Linked DNA regions of Mus musculus: regions 2, 3 and 4 are each linked to region 1. The links are chromatin contacts, called in public Hi-C and HiChIP or PLAC-seq maps. All regions are on one chromosome and are shown on one strand. Each heading gives the region's core, a stretch centred on a gene start, on an enhancer-like site or on the middle of the called end of the contact. The rest is flanking DNA. Distances are from core to core; before and after follow the strand shown. Region 1 has its middle 24 kb from the start of Gm34482. Region 2 has its middle 12 kb from the start of Gm22150. Region 3 holds the start of Klf4 (Kruppel-like factor 4 (gut)). Region 4 has its middle 94 kb from the start of Gm42291.

What was found. A called contact is a pair of places that touch in the nucleus more often than the background predicts. HiChIP or PLAC-seq counts read pairs in DNA pulled down with a chosen protein or histone mark.
Region 2: a Hi-C map of epidermal suprabasal cells shows a contact between it and region 1, with 4 times the contacts expected there. The contact joins two enhancer-like sites. A contact is called at or near these places in 1 of 484 Hi-C or Micro-C datasets (epidermal suprabasal cells) and 1 of 115 datasets of contacts at active chromatin or transcription factors (embryonic stem cells).
Region 3: a contact with region 1 is called in an H3K4me3 HiChIP or PLAC-seq map of craniofacial prominence, with 6 times the contacts expected there. The contact joins the promoter of Klf4 here to the enhancer-like site in region 1. A contact is called at or near these places in 6 of 39 promoter capture datasets (the C10 cell line, embryonic stem cells, maxillary cranial neural crest and 2 more), 8 of 484 Hi-C or Micro-C datasets (the HL-1 cell line, bone marrow-derived macrophages, cerebral cortex and 4 more), 12 of 115 datasets of contacts at active chromatin or transcription factors (astrocytes, bone marrow-derived macrophages, cardiomyocytes and 9 more) and 2 of 9 other capture datasets (embryonic stem cells and pancreatic islet).
Region 4: a Hi-C map of epidermal suprabasal cells shows a contact between it and region 1, with 4 times the contacts expected there. The contact joins two enhancer-like sites. A contact is called at or near these places in 2 of 15 datasets of contacts at CTCF or cohesin (large pre-B cells and pro-B cells), 4 of 484 Hi-C or Micro-C datasets (bone marrow-derived macrophages, cortical neurons, epidermal suprabasal cells and 1 more) and 3 of 115 datasets of contacts at active chromatin or transcription factors (bone marrow-derived macrophages, large pre-B cells and pancreatic cancer cells).

The regions. Positions count from the first base shown.
Region 1 is chr4:55,927,556-55,930,740 of GRCm38.p6, forward strand. No RefSeq gene overlaps it. Among named protein-coding and RNA genes, the nearest start is that of Gm34482, 24 kb to the right of the region's middle. Within about 2 kb of position 1,731, at least 62 of the 459 cell types and tissues checked have an H3K27ac peak or open chromatin away from gene starts, as enhancers often do. A contact at or near this core is called in astrocytes, cerebral cortex, craniofacial prominence and 6 more, where this site is marked.
Region 2 is chr4:55,479,104-55,482,288 of GRCm38.p6, forward strand. No RefSeq gene overlaps it. Among named protein-coding and RNA genes, the nearest start is that of Gm22150, 12 kb to the left of the region's middle. Within about 2 kb of position 1,563, at least 93 of the 459 cell types and tissues checked have an H3K27ac peak or open chromatin away from gene starts, as enhancers often do. A contact at or near this core is called in epidermal suprabasal cells, where this site is marked.
Region 3 is chr4:55,530,793-55,533,977 of GRCm38.p6, forward strand. Klf4 (Kruppel-like factor 4 (gut)) reads right to left here and starts at 1,683. Exons shown (of 5, transcript NM_010637.3): 1 at 1,075-1,683; 2 at 838-958; 3 at 1-191. The coding sequence starts at 1,079. It overlaps Gm12506 (a long non-coding RNA gene), which reads left to right and starts at 1,918. Exons shown (of 5, transcript XR_390585.4): 1 at 1,918-3,185.
Region 4 is chr4:56,220,636-56,223,820 of GRCm38.p6, forward strand. No RefSeq gene overlaps it. Among named protein-coding and RNA genes, the nearest start is that of Gm42291, 94 kb to the right of the region's middle. Within about 2 kb of position 1,581, at least 165 of the 459 cell types and tissues checked have an H3K27ac peak or open chromatin away from gene starts, as enhancers often do. A contact at or near this core is called in epidermal suprabasal cells, where this site is marked.

The sequences.
Region 1 (3,185 bases), core at 481-2,980:
AGTCATATCAGAACCCAGCCACGCCTGCTTATGTATGCATTACCCAGCACTGCTTCTGAGCTATTGTAGCTGAAGTGAGTAATAGCAGGAGACCATTTGGCTCATGAAGTCTAAATCATTTCTTATCTTGCCCTTTACAGGAAAAGCTTGTTGACTTGTGGCTTAGGCTAAAGAATCCGACTACTGAGGCTCCAGTTCTGAACTCTCTTTCTCCCACCTGTGTGATTTTGGACCATCAATTTTTTTCACATTTTTTTAATTGGATATTTTCTTTATATACATTTCAAATTTCAAATTCTATCCTCCCCCTATATCCTCCCCCCTGCCATGTTCCCCTACTCATCCACTCCCGCTTTTTGGCCCTGGCATTCTCCTGTACTCGGGCATATAAGGTTTGCTAGACTGAGGGGCCTCTCTTCCCAATGATGGCCAACTAGGCCATCCTCTGCTACATATGCAGCTAGAGACACGAGCTCTGGGGGTACTGGTTAGTTCATATTGCTGTTTGGACCAACAATTTTATCATCACTCCCTGTCACTGTTTTCCCATTTGAGGATAAACATGAGTTGTTATGGAAACTGGGTTAGTACACTCTAACCTGGGAGGTTTAGAGTAGTGTCTTGCACATAACAAGCTCTCAGTAAATGTTTCTTATTCCCTTTGTGGCGGAGGAGCTCAGCTGCAGGCTTGGCATCTTTTCTTATTCAGAGGATATTTCTTGAAAGAATGAAACCGTGAGGAAGTGCATTGAGGTGTGTCCTCGAGACCATCACTAGCTCTGTGCTGCTTTCCAAAGGGGCTGAGGAGGGAATTCCAGTCTCCAGTGCCTTTTCCACTCTCCAGCATCGCCGGAACATCTGCTAGTAATCTTGGTCTTGTGGCATTTTTTTCCCTTCTGTTTTTGTTAATTTTTAAAAGAATCTTTGGGCTGTGGATGATGGAGAGAAAAAGTCCAGGGTGAGGGGCGATGACTGTGGAGTGTGTGCAGTGGGGAACAACTAGTATGGACTTTTGACATGAGAGATAATGTTTCCAGAGAGTAAGGGGCCCCCAACATAAAAAAAAATTCTCCAAGAAAAAGAGAACTAGTAACTATTTCTTAGAGTCTCCTTGGAGCACTGTAGGCAGATGGTGTGTTTTAATATGAGAGACTTGTTCCAGCCTCCCAGGGCAACCAGCGCGTGGCCATGGGTCCAGAAAGGCAGCTTGCTCATCCGTAGGCTGAATACTTCTGTGTAACAAGACTCTCTTGCGGCTTAGAAAAGGCTTTCAGTCTCCTTGAGACATCTGTTTTGTAAAAATCAGCCCAGCACGCTCAGAGCATCACCAACAGAGTCTGTATTCATCCTTCAGGGGCCATTTTATCTGCACACTGACTGAGACCCTAAAAACTCGGAGCCAAATCCTGTCCCGCATCATTACCCACCCGGATTCTTGATGATTTTAGTTTCTATAATCAGGGCAACATTATCTTTACCTCGCAAAGAGCGGAGTGTGGATTCGCATCTCATTGTCCACAGAGTTCCAACCATTAGCACCGAATTGGTGAGTGGGTTTTTACCAGCTATGTGTCCAGTTTCAGTGGAGAGGAGGAGAAACAAAACCCACAACCGCAGTGTGGCCAAGTAATTGCTTTCAATGTACTGAACAGTCTGAGCCCTGTCTCACTACAAGCAACTCAGCCTGTGGACTGCACTGAGCTTGCTTCAAGCTTGTTCCTTGTTTACAGTTCTGCAGCTTACCCCGAGCGGGGGAGGGGGGAGGGGGGAGGACGCAATGCGTGACTCTTATGCACTTACCTCCCAGTACATCCCGTACATGGAGAACTGGAATCTCGCTTGGACGATAATTACCGTGATTATAATTCCCCCGTGGAACTTGTAGAGTGAGCTCCCTAAGCAATTCCTCAAGCTTGTCAAACCACTGCCTTGATTTGCTTATGAAAGGCAGTTCTAATCAAAAGAGGTAATTACAATATTAAGTGCCAAGCCTTGGTGTGCAAACCCTTGAGTCATAGGATATTAAGCTTAATTGAACTGCATTGAAGGAGGCATGCAGCATCATGCACAGGGCTCTGAGCTAATGTGAGCCCCAGCCTAAGCCTTTACTCCAGGAAAGTGGACAAATTACCTGATCTATTAGCCACTCTGGAATCACTGTGTCATATAAGCCAGTGCACCTGCTTCAGGAAGCGCTTTCTTCTTGGAAGTTTTAATGCTTTACAGATTGATGCTTTATATATATATTTATAAAAGTCCTGCCGCATTTTGGTTGTGACCATACTAAGACTGGGCCTGGCATTACAGCCATAATTCACTTCCTCAATCATTCAATCACTGAGTCATTCATTCATATATATAATTTGATATATATTGATATCTTCAGTGATTCAGGTGTTGTGATGGACCATGGTTGCTGAGATAAATTAAGTATGTTCTAGATCTTCTATAAACTCAGCGTTGGTGTGGAAAGCTAAGTCATCAAAAGATGATTAAGCTCAGATGTGAAAACATTGTAATAAGACAAAGTTCAGGAGGAGTAGAGGGGAGAGTCCTGCTTCTCCAAGGTACTGGCTGGAGGCACCAGACTTAGGAAAAGCCTGATCAGGAGTGAAAGACTGTACCATGTCCCAGGGAAACGTAGCACAACTGAAAAAGCATGAGAGAGGAAAAGACCACAATGTATTTCAGAATGCTTTGAAAACTTCATTGTGATTCTTAAATTACATATTCATGTGTATATTCAGGTATTTATGTACATTCATGATGTGGCTCGGTGTGTCCTCATGCAGGTTTTGAAGTCCGTCAGAGCCTCTGAAGGTAAAGTAGAGCAGCTTGAAATTTAGTCACTTAAAGACCATTCCAAAGACTCACTCCTCAGAAAGGTCAGATTCAAGCACTGCATTGTAAAGAAACTGCACAAAAATATAGAGGCAAATAAGTAGAATCCACAAACTCAGACACAGACCATCACTACTCACAATGATTCCACAGCCGCGCCCCCCCCTCCATTTTTCTGCTGGATGTGGCCACTATCAAACTTTACATAGCCTTTAACACATATACAAAATGACCTGAGTACCCTGCAGCATACACCTTTATCTTACAACACAAATCTGACCCAGGGTTCATTAGGAGAAGATGTTGTATTCTCGTTACAGAAGCAGAGTGATCAATCACACCAG
Region 2 (3,185 bases), core at 313-2,812, 450 kb before region 1:
CTCTAATCCTCACATTTGGGCAGGAAGGGCCCTTAGACATCAACGTTCAGGGGACCCTGGGCCTCAGAGAGAGACAGACAGCCACTTCTCCAAACTCACGGAACAGACAGAACTCAAGACAAGAACCGCTTCTAGTCATGGAGTGAGCCCTCCACTCCAAAGTTCAGTTGGATATTGGCAAAATGGAAGGCTGTTCGACTGGTGTTCATGTCCTCTCCACTCCCACAACCCACAACTGTAGTGTCCAGACCATACGTCTTGGCTTCGTGGTAGATTGTGTTTGACGCAGTCACTCCTAGGAGGAGCCTTTCTGTATCCATTCAACAAATGTTTCCCATGGGGACCAAGGGGAGCTCAGCCAACAGGAACCTTAAAATCTTGCTCTCAGGGGGTTTATAGTGTAAAACTGGGGGAGGAACACAGAGAGGGTTGCCACCTGCCAAGCCTGCCTTAACCGGATGGATGGTACGAGGAAAGAGGGAAGGAGCTGGGTATGTGAACTTTGTGATTTGAATAGCAAGGAAGAAGAGAAGACTGCTGAACTGAAAGCATTGTAGATAGAAGATTAAGTTCAAAGGCTCTGGGGCCAATAACATGCTTTTTGAGAGAACGGAGAACTCTAAGGCTTTCTATAGAAATCCGGGTGCCATTTTCAACATTCAGAGTGTACACTGTAAAAAGAAAAAAGGGAAATGAGTAAAATTAACTTGTGTTTTCTTAATACAGGAAACAAACAAAAATACTAATAAAATTGAGCTTTGCTGAATAGTCTCTAATCTCTCTCCCTCTTTTTTTTGTATTAGGGAAACAGAGACAGGAGGATGAGTTCAAAGCCAATCTGGGCAACATAATGAGACCATGTCTTAATATATCTAATTAAGAAAAAAAACCGGGGATATAGCCTACTGGTAGAGTGCTTGCCTACCACGCGTGAGCCCCTAGTTCCATATACCTGCTACCAAAAGCAAACAAACAATCACACTCCCCCCTCACCCATGTTATATCTCCAACATATAGTACAGATTAGAAGCACATGTCAAGTCCTCATTAATCATGGATGCCTATTGGCTAGTAATATGAGACCAGAGTGGGTGTGATTGCCAGAGTTTGGGAGAAAGGGTTCTAGAATCGAAACCTCTCAGGTCTGGACCTTCAAATCCTATTAGGGCTCTCTGCCCTCATGAGGGTCGAGGCACACAGACGGGAAAGCCACATGCTGGCGTCCTCAGAGGCCTCTTGGTCGCTTCCCAGGACCTGTTCTGAGGAGGCCCGCTTGTGCACACGTGGGAAAGCTGCGTGCTGGCCCCGGGCCTGGAGCCACCTCCCGCGCCCACTCGGCCAGGTCTCATTCCAGAAGCGGCGTCCGCCCAGGTGAGGTGAGGCCTCTCTTCCAGCCGTTCAGCCCCGCCCCTTGGACACGGTTTTGGTTTTCGGGTGCAGACAGGTCTGCATTCCTCTGAAGAGGCCCGCTCGGCCCCATCAAAGCCAGCGACAGAGCCACATCACAGTCACCCATGATACCAGCCTGCAGTTCCAGCGAGCACCACGAGGGGCGCAGGCGGGACGGGCCATGCTGGCTCAGATGCCTCTGTGGACTTTCTCCTGGAGTCCTGGGGGCTTTGCTCCCACCACTACCTTCCTTTCACCATCACTCAATCCGTCTGTGCTGTGCTGTCAGCGGTCGCCTGGATTCCCATAGTTTTCTTGAACAACTGATAGGATGGGGGGGAGGGGGGCGGGGGAGAATCCCAGCTGTGAGCCAGACGCAGAAAAAATAGAGGTGCTTTGGGAGCCCTCTATTTGGGGTGATGATGATTCGTGGAGAAGTCCGTGAATCCGAAGTCTGTACATTCCGAGACTGGAGCCAGGAACAAAAAAGATTCCACTGTTCGGATGTTTTCACCCCTGAGGCTGAAATAACAGCGGAGGCCTGACTACCCACGTGGTGTCTGTGGCCAGAATAGGACCCACATAATAATGGCTTAGATCAGGGAAGGGCCTTTCCCATTCCATGATGCAATATTGTCATGACAGCAAAAACAAGGCTCCGCCAGCTGAAGTAGGTACACAATGGCGCCTTGCCTCTGCCCTGCCCACACCTCTGTGCCTTGCAGTAGCATTCCCTAAACGTGTGTGGAGTTGCAGGATTACAGAGAAGTGCCAGAGTCTAGAGGGACCTGCAATTGGCTGCTTCCCAGGGGACTAATGGGCCAGGCTGGTTCACTCTCCCTTAGCCACCCTTCAGCAAGAGAGGGCTATGTGGGTGGGCTATCATACCCACCTTTCTGTGATGTCCCTAAAGCTTCGATCACACTTTTGCAAGCAAGCTTACCTTAAACAGCCCTAACACAACGACCCAGACCAGCTAACCAGGGAACACAGGATATGATAGGTAGAAATCCACAAAATGGTTCTGTGAGCAAGCTCACTTTTGATTTTGTGACAGGAAAAAAAAAAATCGCCGGGCAGTGGTGGCACACGCCTTTAATCCCAGCACTTGGGAGGCAGAGGCAGGCAGATCTCTGAGTTCGAGGCCAGCCTGGTCTACAGAGTGAGTTCCAGGACAGTCAGGGCTATACAGAGAAACCCCGTCTCGAAAAAAAAAAATCATGGATTTGGGGGAGAGGAGTCCAAAGCTGTTAGGCCAGATTTATCTTGATAAAGTATTTATCTTGAAAGACTCCAGTTATAAAAGAGGATGTGAAGTTCAGTCCAAGCTGAGGGTGGCTTATCTCTTTCCTCAGCATAGGTGAGGTGACGCCAGGAGGTTCAGTATTTCAAGGATATCCCTAGACATATATCCTGTCCAAGGTTAGCCTTGGCTATATAAGCGCATCTCTCAGAAAAAAGGGCTAGGCTGTGAAGAGAGCACATATCTAGCACGCCCGAGGGCCTGAGTTCAATTCCTAACACAGAAAGAAGAAAGGAAGAAGGAGAGCAAAGGAAGAATTAAAAACAGGCCTAGGATCAGCAGAAGGGAGATTTCAAATATACAGATCAAAGGAGGTGGTCTGGGAGGGGCTTGATTGGGAAGGTGGGGTGGGGGTGAAGGAAGAGCCATTTCTTGTAATGTGTTTTGGGGCCTCCTGTGGACCACAGACTGAAAAAAAAAAAAAAGCCCACTCATGTCCTGTGAGCATGTTTGGCTCTGGCAGTACCCCTTAAAGGCAGAGGCCATTCTGAAT
Region 3 (3,185 bases), core at 433-2,932, 400 kb before region 1:
ATAAAGTCTAGGTCCAGGAGGTCGTTGAACTCCTCGGTCTCCCTCCGGGCTAGGAGGGCCGGGTTGTTACTGCTGCAAGCTGCACCAGCTCCGCCACTCTCCAGGTCTGTGGCCACCGTCGCCGCCAGGTCGTAGGGGCGGCCGGGAAGTGGGGGAAGTCGCTTCATGTGAGAGAGTTCCTCACGCCAACGCTGCAAGAACAGGGAGGGAGAGAGAAACTGTTAATTGTAGCACCCTGTTGCCACCCCTAATATTGACTTGTTGGGTGAAGCACACCAACACCCTGCTATAGGAACTGGACAGAACAGGAAGGCAGCCTCGGGGACTCCAGGGGCCACACTGCAATCTCAGCTAACACCAAGGTAAGAGGTGGCGCGTTCGTTCTCCTGCAAGCTAGTGCCGTCGCTCCACCAGCCCAGTCCTCTTCCCCGCCAGATCCGCGGGACGCTCCAGCCGCCCACGGAATTGGGACACTGGGACACGGTGGCTTTCTCCCCATGCACCATAGCCACCGGGTCGCCCACGCGCTACGATCACTCCGGCCCAAAGGGTCTCGAGACTTGTCCACCTAAAATATAGTGGACTGAGTGCGCCCACCCCACGGTCCGGACGCCCGAAGACTAGTGGGGAACCGCTGTGCGCCCCTGGCGGTACCGCAGTGCCGGGACCACACGCACTTAAGGCCGACTCAAGGGCCGAGGAGCCACCTCGGAAGGCTGTAGAGTTCCAATGGAGGGCAATCCTTGTCCTAACCAAGGACTCTTGGTGACCCCCGGATTCCGCCCATACACCCCACCCCATCTGCAGAAATCTACAGGGCACTAGCGCGACACTCACGTTAGTCGGGGCACCTGCTGGACGCAGTGTCTTCTCCCTTCCCGCCGGGCCGGACGCGAACGTGGAGAAGGACGGGAGCAGAGCGTCGCTGACAGCCATGTCAGACTCGCCAGGTGGCTGCCTGCGGGCCGGGCGGGGCGCACAGGGACCAGGAGTCAGGGGACACCCTGGCCACTGCTCCGAAGCTTCCCTCCAATCCTCACCCCTTTCTGTTCCCAAGTCCAACATCTCACCTACCTCATTAATGTGGGGGCCCAGAAGGTCCTCCGGAGTCCGAAGAAGAGAGAGGGGTACCTGAGCCCCAAAGTCAACGAAGATTAAAAACTTTAGAAACAAAACCTCAAACCAAAACCCCCAGATTGCCCGAGATCCTTCTTCTTTGGATTCAATATAAACCGGCGATGTCTTTAAAAAAGTTCCTTTGTATACAAAAATTCTTAGAAAAGTTGTAAACTCTTATAAAAATAGACAATCAGCAAGGCAGATAAGTAGGTCCGATGGCCAGGCTGCACGCTCTTGGACTCAGCAGTGTCCCCCACCGTTGTCGCGGCCACTGTGGCTGTCGGCGGCGCGGGGGCTGTGGTCCGGGCGGTGGGCGGGCGGCGCCGCCAGGTGAGAATGGCCGCGGTGGCGCGGAACTGCGAGCTGGGCGGTGGCGCGGGGTGCGGAGTCCTGGGGACTGTGCCGGGTGCGCGCGGCCATGGGCGCGGGTCACGGGCGGGTTGCTGGGTGGGGGGCTGGAGGGGCGGGGAGGGGCACTCGGCGGCTCCGGGTGCCGCCGCCGCCCGCCACCGCCTCTGCTCCCCGCGCGCCCGGAGCCGCGCTCGCTCTCTTGGCCGGGGAACTGCCGGCGGCCGCCGCGCGCTTCTTACTTATAACTTCTCGCTCGCTTGCTCCCCGCCTCCTCCCTGTGGCGGCGCGCGGGGCTCCGCCGCCAGGCCCCGCCCCCTGCCTTTCTTCTCCCCGCCTTCCCGCAGCCCCCACTGCGCGTTGCCATGGTAGCTAAATAAACAAACTCCGCGCACGTGGGGGCGGGGGCGAGGGAGGGGCGCGGGCGGGGCGGGGCCAGGCCGTGACGCCAGCCAGGCAGCTGGCGGGCTGGAGCCGTGCTGACGCCGGCGGCGGTGGCGGCGACGGCGGCTCCGGCGCTGGGAGTACGGCGTGGCTCCCGTGGCCGCGCTACTCGGGGTCCTCTGGGCGGCCACGGTCGGTTCCCTGGGCTCGAAAGTCCTGCCACGGGAACCCTGGCGGGGGACAGGAGGTTGGGGGTGTGTGTGTGTGGGGGGGAAGAGGCGGCGCGCCCCTACCCCTGCTCGCGTACGCGCTTGTCCTGTCGTCTGCGCACTCGAGAGCGCGATTATCCGCGTGACTCATCCAGCCCGCCCTCTCTCGCATACGCACGCAGACGCCGGGCCGTGTCGGCGCAGGGCCTGGCCTGGCGCGGGTGCCAGTGGGGCCTCCCGTAGGGTGGGGGTGAGGGCCGGGTGATTGGGGGGGGGCGCTAGGAATCTCAGAAGCTAGGAGAAGGGGTTCCGCGCCTGCTATGAAAGAGAGCGGCCGGGATTGGGCACGTAGTCATCTTGATAATGGAAGGAACAAGGAAGGCGTTCCAGATTTACATTGGGGGTGGGGGAGTGGGAACGCGGAGAGGGACCGAGGCGCGGAGATACCTTTCACCAGGGATCTCAAAGCTCTTTACAAGCTACGCACTCGCACTCTTCATTTTGAAGATGAGAAGTGAGTCATAAAGAGGTGAAGCGGCGAGGTAAAGGTCATAGGACAACTCGCTCCCATCAACTTAGGTTCTGAGCTAGCCAACCCACTCAAAGGGACTTCACTGGGAGGTGATCCTGCGCTGGGAAGAGGAGCGCTGCAATGGGACCCTAGTGCTCCAAAGTGGCACCTCAGGCCCTTGCCTACCGGGAGGGGAAAAGGCAGTCTTTGTTTTAGTCTTATTACTCCTTTTCCCATTCCCCACTACCCTCAGTAATTTTCCAGCCGGGAAAGGTTTTCGCCCTCATCTCTACCAAGTACTTAAAACAAAACAAAAACCGTGAGTGTGGTGTTCAGTATAACTCGCTAAACTAGGTTTACTTTTTTTTTTTTTTTAAGGCTAGGTGTTTATTTTGGATTGGGGAGCAGAGTTGGGCTCCGCCGCCCTCATGGTTGAACCCTGGCGGAGACAGCTGAGGGCGGGGACTGAAGAAAGGCACTCGGGAAAGGGGGTCGATGCTCCAGCATAGGCAGCGTGTGCACTCGCTCCTCTCGGGGCGTCGGTGCCACGTCCTCTGTCGTTTCACCTGTTTGAGTCCCGGAATCCTTGGGACCTATATTAGTTTTCTTCGGAA
Region 4 (3,185 bases), core at 331-2,830, 290 kb after region 1:
GACACTTCATTATTCAGTGAGATGAGTGAATCAGCCTGTGACATATTGTTGCATGGCAACAGCAAAGGGCGCATCAGAGGCCGTGTAAACGTCCCTTGCCACCTCTAGGTCATTAATCTGGAGCAACCCATCGGGTCGACGTTTCTCTTTCCATGTGTTGTGCATCAGTCATCAGTCACTTCTGTGGTGAAGAAGGAACACAAAAAATTTTACAACTAGATCGGAGGAGGGGGGGCACATATTTATCTGAAAGATGGCCCGACCCTCAACAACAGTCTTGATGACCTCTGAACATCAATTATTTGCAACATAGGGACATAATGTATCTAGACAATACGATGAAACACCAGGACACTGAATAGCTAAGTCTCAAGTTGAATTAGTGCAGTGCCTTTGTCTTTGTGAAGTTGGATCTACTGGAGTTGTACACAGAAAAGGAGCTCTGCATCTCCTCTTTCTGTCCCATTTTTTAACCAAGCCTTTCTTCACTGTGGTTTTAGCTTCAGGAGAAATTAAACAATGCTAGTTTTAAAGAGACCATAATCTAGGCAAATTCCATTCATCCTTTGTCTCCTTTGATGATCACAGTAATAGGTTAACTCTCCCCTTTCCACATGGAAGGTAGGACAACTCTGTGGAGTTCCCAGTCTCTTTTGGGCCTTTGCAGTAAACTCTCTTCTGTTCAGTTAGACATTGCTTCACTCCTACCTGGAAGAAGCCTTTAGACCCAGACTGTGTGAGCACAAATCCACAAAGGACTTGCCCCAGGTCCTAGAGCCAGCCAGCCTAGAGGTTTAGATTGTAAGGCTCCAGAAACTTCAGGCAGGGCCCCCCTGCCCTTCAGCCCTTTCCTTACACATAAAAAAAAATCAAGGTCAAGAGAACCCTTTCCCAGAGGGTCACACAAACCTTGAGTTTGACAAAGAACCCTCAGAGGCTGCTCTCTTGATGGCATTTCTAACCAGGGCTTTTGTGCGGAGAAGATGGCATTGGAGGGAGCCTGGCATTTCAGGGGCTTAGCTCCTGTTTATCCTTGAATCTTCTTGGAGTCCCTGAGGCTATAATATCCATTTAGAAAGATTAAAGAGGATGTGATCGGGCCAGGACAGAAAGAGAGGTAGGGAGGTAGAGGAAGAAGAAAATAGAATTCTCTAGGACTTAGAATTAAGAGCCTAAGATGCCTCCTGAAGAGGATGCCCTCCTAAAGACACAGTGCTCCTTGGGAAGTCTCCAGCAGGTGAAAGGCTTGGATGGGCCTTTTTTTTTTCCCTCCATGAACTTGGTTTTTCTTTCCCACATTCTCAGGTGTGCTGGGAGGCCCTGGGAAGCCAGCAGACTTTTTCAAAAGACACTTCCACCTCCTAATCTCTTTGCCTACAAACCAAATATTGATCTATTTAGTAAACCAGCCAGTGGAGGAGAGCTTGTATAGCCCTGTTTATTCAGCAGTTGGGCCCCCCTGACAGCTGTTCACTGGGGGATTATGAAGTCACGGCAGTAATTACACTATAAACAGGGGATGGGGGAGAAGAAAGCCAGAAAGTGAACTGTGAGCTCTGTTACCAGGCAACATAAAATATGTAACCGGAAACCCAGCAAGCACGTACATTTCCCTAAAAGCCTCCCAGATGTCCTCACTTTGGGGCCAATGTTCAATTTCAGTTTCGATTTGTTTATTTATCCATCTTCAGATTGAAGACTGGAGCTGAGAATGTTGGAAGAGAAAAGAAACGAATCGAAACAAAACAACAAAACAAAACAAACTGCAGGGGAGAGTAGAGTTGAGCATTCCACCCAGTGTCCCAGCCTACAGGAGAAGGCTGAGGCCCCAGGTCCCTGCTATAGCAAGCTGTAGAGATCAGTGCACAAGGAGGTGGCTAACCCAGGCTTCTTCAGCTAAGACAGCTACAGGATAAGCAGCAAGGGAGAGAGAAGAACAGAAAAGGAGAGAGTGAGAATAAGGAAATAGAAACTGGAACCCACATAAAAGAAACCCTGGAGTCCCCTCGGCCACAGCCCCACCTAGTGGTTGCCCCATGTCGTCATAGACTCTAGTCCCTAAGGCATCCAGCAGCCCTGACTTTGTTCCAGTAGCTTTATCAGAACATGCTAATGCTAAGCTCACATCAGGTTCCCTGTTCTCAACACTTCTCCAAGCCTGTTTATTAAGATTCTAAGTTCAGAAGTGGATGCTCACGGTCAGCTATTGGATGGGTCACACGGCCCCCAATGGAGGAGCTAGAGAAAGTACCCAAGGAGCTAAAGGGAACTGCAACCCTATAGGTGGAACAACATTATGAACTAACCAGTACCCCGGAGCTTTTGTCTCTAGCTGCATATGTATCAAAAGATGGCCTAGTCAGCCATCACTGGAAAGAGAGGCCCTTTGGACTTGCAAACTTTATATGCCCCAGTACAGGGGAACGCCAGGGCCAAAATTGGGGGGGGGTTGGTATGGGGGACTTTTGGGATAGCATTGGAAATGTAAACAAGGAAAATACCTAATAAAAACAGAGAAAAAAAAGATTCTAAGGATCTGGAAAAGGACTTCAGAGTCCCATCAAGATTTGTAGCAAAGACCAGGATGACCTGTGTTTAAATTGGCCTGGCTTCTTCCAGTGCTCTACATGAATCTTGTTGTTTCTCCATGTTCCACGTGGAGCATGCACGCCCACACATAGACACACATTGGTCCCCACCTGGAAGAACACTTCTGTTGAGTCCTGTATTGTAAGCTAAACATTAACAGATTGGGAATATTCAATCTGGACAAGCTTTATCTAAAACAGAACAACAACACAATCAACATGACATGAACCACATTGGTGCTGTCTGTCAAGAATGCTGTCCACCAGTATTTTCAGACAGGATAGCTCAATAACCTGGAATTTACCAGATAGGTAAACTGGCTGACCAGCAAGTCCCAGGAATCTATCACTGCTGCTTCCCCTTTGCTGGGGTTACAAAGAAACAACCATGGCCATGTGGGGTCTGGGGATCAAACGCAGGACCTCATGTTTTGCTTTATAAACACTGTATCTCCCCCGCTCCCGAGAGTCTGGTATTTTTAGCAGAATTAACCACCTCTCCCAACTCTAGTCCTCTCTCTCTCTTCAAAGAGCTTCAGAGGTGTGCCAGAGACTGACAGAGAAGGCTTGTGGAGGCAGAGTTCATATTTCCAGGAA